Linked DNA regions of Ovis aries: region 2 is linked to region 1. A link is a contact called in public Hi-C data. All regions are on one chromosome and are shown on one strand. Each heading gives the region's core, a stretch centred on a gene start, on an enhancer-like site or on the middle of the called end of the contact. The rest is flanking DNA. Distances are from core to core; before and after follow the strand shown.

Evidence for each region. A called contact is a pair of places that touch in the nucleus more often than the background predicts.
Region 2: a contact with region 1 is called in a Hi-C map of tail adipose tissue, with 3 times the contacts expected there. The contact joins the promoter of MSMO1 here to the promoter of TMEM192 in region 1. A contact is called at or near these places in 3 of 16 Hi-C or Micro-C datasets (blood, omental adipose tissue and tail adipose tissue).

Annotation. Positions count from the first base shown.
Region 1 is chr17:394,813-397,712 of ARS-UI_Ramb_v3.0, forward strand. It overlaps TMEM192 (transmembrane protein 192), which reads right to left and starts at 1,552. Exons shown (of 5, transcript XM_027980300.3): 1 at 1,478-1,552. The coding sequence starts at 1,486.
Region 2 is chr17:714,457-717,511 of ARS-UI_Ramb_v3.0, forward strand. MSMO1 (methylsterol monooxygenase 1) reads left to right here and starts at 1,575. Exons shown (of 6, transcript XM_027980306.2): 1 at 1,575-1,705.

The DNA of each region.
Region 1 (2,900 bases), core at 302-2,801:
CAAAAGGCCATGGTTGAGATAGATCCATCCCAGAAGAGATTCTGAAAGGACTCCTGTCACTGGATCCCTTAAGCAGCCCTGGTTTGAATCCTTTCAGAGAATTAGGTGTTCATCTACCCTATATCCTTTCAAATAAATCCCTTTCTTCCTTAAAGTAGCCAAAATTGGTTTGCCCGCTTGCAAACAAAGAACCCAAACTAAAAAGTTTTTGTCTCTTAATTCATTTAGGCCTAGGACATGGCACATAGTTTTTAGCTTTCTCTTGGGTGGGAGAAATCATATCCACAAATACCAAAGGTAGGCAATTGTTCATACCTAAAGTAACCTAGCTATGTAGATATTGGTGAAACATTACTCTCCAATCTTCTGGTGAAACAAATTTCTAGGATTGTACTAATCCTAAAGCTAAAAGTTACAGATCCAAGAACCTGGAGGCAGCTTAGCACCAAGCAAGAAGCATTTACTGCACACATTTTTATGAGTCTCATTTTCCATTTAGATACTCATTTTCTCCACATATTTTCAATTCATGAATCTCACCCTTTAAAAATTCAAAAACAATCAATTTTTCTTTAAATATATGAATCTCAAATCCACTTTCAGGTGTTACAGTTAGCTTTCCACTTTCTCATAGTGTAAAAAACATGGGTTTTAGTCCTATCATTAGAAATTGTTTGGTCTTTATTTAGTCAAGATAATTGAACTATGGTCACTATTTGCACAAGAATCTAAGGTACTGTAGGGCTGGAATTGTATTTCAAGTGTCTTGCGTGATGCATCTCATTCAGCGGCAGGATCACAGTAATATGCCTATTAATTTATTAACTTAAATCAGTGCTTTAATATAACTATTAACTTTGCATTTTCTCAAGAGCAAGAATTTTGTAATTCAATGGGTAATCCAGTTAATTCTGGGCACAAATACATGCTTTTCCTAAAAATGTTTTAATACCCTCAAGCAAAGACTTTTACAGTTACGCTGCACTCTGTACACTGTAACTAGTGCAGTGGCTTCTAATAATCCTGTTTGGATCCACTTAAGATTTAAAAATCCCTTCACTCCTACCAGGCCTCCATTTAAAACATCATATTGTTTGTCTCCAATGCGGGTTTCCGTGTGATGATAGCGACAGATCTGCCCTCAGAGCCAAGGCCGGAGGCCAAGAGGAGGTGGACTCGCTCCTGCGCCCGAGGCCATGCGCGCATCGCTGGCCTCCCCAGTTCTGGGACCCGACACGCGACCGCAAGGGCTGGGCGCCCCTCCTGCTTCCTGTGACGAGAAAATAAGCCCAGGGCCAGCAAGGCGCGGACCCCGCCGGCGCCCCTGCGCCTCCTCCCACAAACCGCAGCCCGGTAACCGCGCGCAGAAGGATCCCCTCCGCCAAGTCTGTTCCCAACCCCGTCTCTGCCCAGGGCGCCCAGCATCAGAGGAGGGGTATGCGGGCCGGTGGCTCGCCACCTGCCACTGAGCACTCACGTCCTCCATACTGCCGGCCGCCGGAGGCCGCAGCCGGGCCGCCCAGCCTCCGCACCTGAGCCCGCGCCGCCTTCCGGGACACGCCCTGGGACCCACCCTTTGCTTTCAATTGGCCGAAGCGTAGAGGCGGGCCCCTCCTCCTCGCTCCAGGGCCCTGCTTCCGGCGGCAGTCCCAGGCCCGCCCCTCGCCCTCGATTGGCAGAGGGGCAGGAGTGATTGGTCCCGCCTCTTGCTTACTATTGGTAGACTCTGAGGGGGCTGATCCAATACCTCGATCCCGAATGGCCAAGGAGAAAGGGGGAGTGACCCTTCCCGAAGTCCCTCCCTGGGAGGCCGCTGGCTCTGGGAACGCTGCGGTGCCTACGGACTGCGAAACCTGCGCTAGTGTCCTAGGTTGGCCAGAGATTTGGGCGCTAATGGATGCGTTCTAAGTCCAATAATTGAACTACTTTTGGCCGTCAGCTGCTTCTTTATAAAGCATTATTTTTTCTCGGCTTTCTTTAGTTATTGTTTGCAGCGTAGACCTGTGCATAGGACCCGCGGTAGAATCCCAGGTTTTCATTGATAGCACAAAACTCCACCATCAGAGGAACACAAACAGAATAAAAACTGTTTTCGAGGACACAGTTAATGATTTCACCAGTGGGAAAGGAGGAAATAAGGGGTTTTTTTTTTTTTGGGGGGGGGGGGTTGGACTTTTTATTCCAAGTGAAATTGAACAAGAAATTTTATGGCATTTTTCTGAGACTACACTATCGTTTGTTAAAACGTGAAAGTGACGTTGTTCAGTCGTATCTGACTCTTTGCGACCCCGTGGACTGTAGCCTACCAGGCTCCTCCGACCATGGGATTCTCCAGGCAAGAATACTGGAGCGGGTTGCTGTTTCCTTCTCCAGGGGAACTCCCAGCCCAGGGATCAAACCCAGGTCTCCCGCATTGGAGGCAGACGCTTTAACCTCTGAGCTACCAGGGAAGCCTGGTTAAAGTGTTAAGAAAGTTAAAAATGTTGTCAATATCAGCCCCCATTCTATTGTTATATTGTAGTAATAAACTTTCATACTTTTTAATGCTTATTTGTACATTGTGTATGGTGTAATCTTGTTTATACCATTGTTGAAATAAAATTATTTACGTATCAGCCAAGAAAAAGATGGAAGAGCAAGCAGATCAAGCCAGTCAATCCTAAAGGAAATCAACCTGAATATTCATTGGAAAGACTGATGCTGAAGCTGAAGCTCCAACAGTTTGGTCACCTGGTGTGAAGAGCCGACTCATTAGAAAAGATTCTGTTGCTGGAAAAGATTGAGAGCAGGAGGAGAAGGGGGCAACAGAGGGTGAGATGGTTGGATGGCATCACCAACTTGATAGCTATGAGTTTGAACAAATTCAGGGATGTAGTGAAGGACAGGGTAGCCCAGCTTTC
Region 2 (3,055 bases), core at 325-2,824, 320 kb after region 1:
CTGGAAGGAACTGAGATGAGCATATTTCTGTTCTGTTTTGTTCTTTGGAGTTATATCTATGTTTCAGTTCGAAATCTCCAAGATTTAAAATAATCATTTGACCCTTTCACATACTTGCATCTTCTCTAATATTAAAAATAATATATCTTTAGTAAGCAGGACTCTAAGTCAGGGATAATAACCGACTTAGTATTACTGAGCACTTCCTGTATTCCAGATACTGTGCAAAGGGCTTACATACAAGTCACATTTATTGTCATAAAAAACTATTATAATACCCACTTTAATAAGTACTGGTTAAAATTTTGAGAAGTAAATTATCTAAGAGCACACTGCTAATGAGTGGCAAAGCTTGGTAGGTCTGACCCCATGGCATATGCTCTTAATCCTCCCTTAACAGAGTGCAGCATGTTTAGGCAGAGGGAAAAGTAGGCAGCATCCCAGTCACACCCACAACCTCAGTCAATGGGACAGCAGGTGGTGGGGTCTGGAGCTAAGCGGGCCAATCAAAGAAATCCTAAATTGGGTTGCGAGTCTGGGCCATTATACTTCCCCTGGGAAGAAAAATGCTTCATGGGAAAATGGCTTTACCCATTCTCGGTTACTGACGGCCTGCTTCAGTCCTGAAGAGACCTAGGCTGTGCAACACAGCATCTACCCCAGGATACAACAGGCCTCCTGAAGACAGAGCTCTGAGCACTCAAGGGACAGATCCCATTTCTATCCATTTGATATGACTTTTCTGTCATGATACTTTACAAAGGACGTGGGTGTCAAATACATGGGATAGTTAGATGAATGGGTTGAGGGATTTCCTAAAGCAGATGGCACCTGGCCTGTTAGGCACGAGAACCAGTCTGATCACAGCCATGAGAAGCGACAGCGTCCCGTTTGCACAGTCCTGCATAGAAAGTGCCTTCAACGAGAGCGAGTAGTGCCCTTGTGCAAATTTTAAAAGGCTCTCTTAAGCGAAAGCTTAATTTCGTGGATTACCCCCATCCGTGCACACCTCTGCATCCCCGTAGGGGCGGGAGGCGGCCGACCTTGGCAGCAAAACCAACTGCTGCGCCTCGTCTCTTCTAAACCTTCGACTCTTGGCTTCCCGTCCTCAAACAGGAATCGCGCTGCATTTGGAGTTCCCCATTTCCCACGTACATACAGGTGTTATCTAAAGACACTGGGGTTGGGACGAGAAAGAGGTCTAAACTTCAGGCGCAACAGAGTTAAAGCGGCGCCAGTGAATACAGCGCATAGTAAAGATTTCAGGGCCGGCGCGCCTGCAAACTCCCCGAGTGCGCATGCTCTTGGAAGGGGCGCGAGTGCTGGGCGGGGCTGAGGTTGCTAGGCGACGTCTCACGGCCTCGCGTCAGCCTAGGCTGGCTGGCGGACCAGCTACTGGCCTGACGCCTAGCTCTCACGATCCTCACTCCATCTGAGCAGCCAATGGCCGCGCTTCCAGTGCCGCGTTCGCTCGAGTCACACGATGCCGGCAGCTGCGTAGGCCAATCACGGCTCTCAGAAGGCGGGGCGGAGCCCACGCAAGCCAATAACGGCGGAGGAGCCCGTCGACTCTCGAGTGGTAGCGCCTAGCGCAGCTCTGGAGGCGGCGGCTGCAGACTGGGTGGCGCGCAAGGTGAGGGACTGGGGTGGAGGGTCCTCGGTTGGCTCCCGCGTACAGAGGCCGGGACGGACGGCCTGGCGGCAGGTATTGGTGAAAACGAGTGAAATCTCTTAATGTCGGAACCAGGCAGTGGTCACAGCCCAGAGTGACAGAGTGACCAGAGTTCTACAAAAGGAAGAAGCAAGATCTGTTTGTATGCGCGGCGGGGCGCGCGGGTGGGAAGGGCGTCCTGGAAGGGTTCTAAAGGGTGAATAGCAACTGGGCAGAGGGCTATACCGGCAAGAGATGCTGTTTCGTGGCCAGAGAGGCCCGAAGCGGAGGACAGTCAGAGACCTTGGTGTATCAGTACGGAGTGTGGGGGCGAAAAGCTGAGAGTAAAGGAGAGCAGAGGCCCAGGTGTTTCATCTGTGGGGAGGCACTCCCTGAAACTTTAAGGGTCTGCCGAAGGGCTGAACCCCGTCTGCTGTTTGCATGAATGCTGGCGTCGTGTTTTAGAGGGAGGGTTTAAGAAGGGCACACTTGGAGGTGCCAGGCGTCCGGGCCGGGCAAAGGCCAACAGGCAGTGCTTGCAGGTCTCAGAGACAGGGAAACTTCAAAGTTTCTGGGTGGGTGTGTGGGGGGGGGAGCCACAGACAACTACATTTCTTTTTTTCTGAGTCTGTAGCAGACCTCAAGTCAATCCAATTGTGCAAGGATGAAAAAGAGAAATAAAATTCACTTGTTATTTCCCCTCTCCTCTCTTCCTTAATACCTATTTTTTGCTTTTGTTCAGTTGGCAGTAGTGTATCCTTTTCCCTCCCTTAAATCTAGAGAGTAAACTCCTGAATGTTAATTAAACCAGTTGTTTCTAAATTGGGAAGTGTTTGAAGACTTAATCCAGGCAGCAGAGATAGAGATCTGGAAAATTCTGTCCTAGATGACTAAGTAGATAGTGGCATCAGTTCACCAAGTTAAGTACGTAGGGAGGGAGTATGTGGGAAGGGTTGCAAGGAGTAGTGGCCGAATTTTGGGACATGTTGACTTTGCCATGCCTCCAAACTGCCTAAATTGGAGATGGCCAATGTACTTTGGATAATCAGAACCTGGGGTTTTAGAGAGAGAGAGAGGATATCAGCATATTCTCACAACAGGGAACAGATATGATCACTCCTGACACTGTAGAATAGTTGGAAGGAGTAAATCAAGCATCTCTGGGAAACTGTTCAGCCTCAATTGTTGAGCCTTTCTTTCTCAAAAGCTGTACCACAGACATACTAAATGGGAAAGTGCTGTATCCTTTCTTATCTCCTGGTTGAGTCTCTAGAACTGATATTTCTTCTGCTCAAAACCACCCATCGACCCCATCCCACCCTCTTTACTCTCTTTTAATCTAGTTAAATTAGATTTAACTGCCTTCCCTCCAGACTCCAGGTTTGAGTTTACATGCTTCTTTCT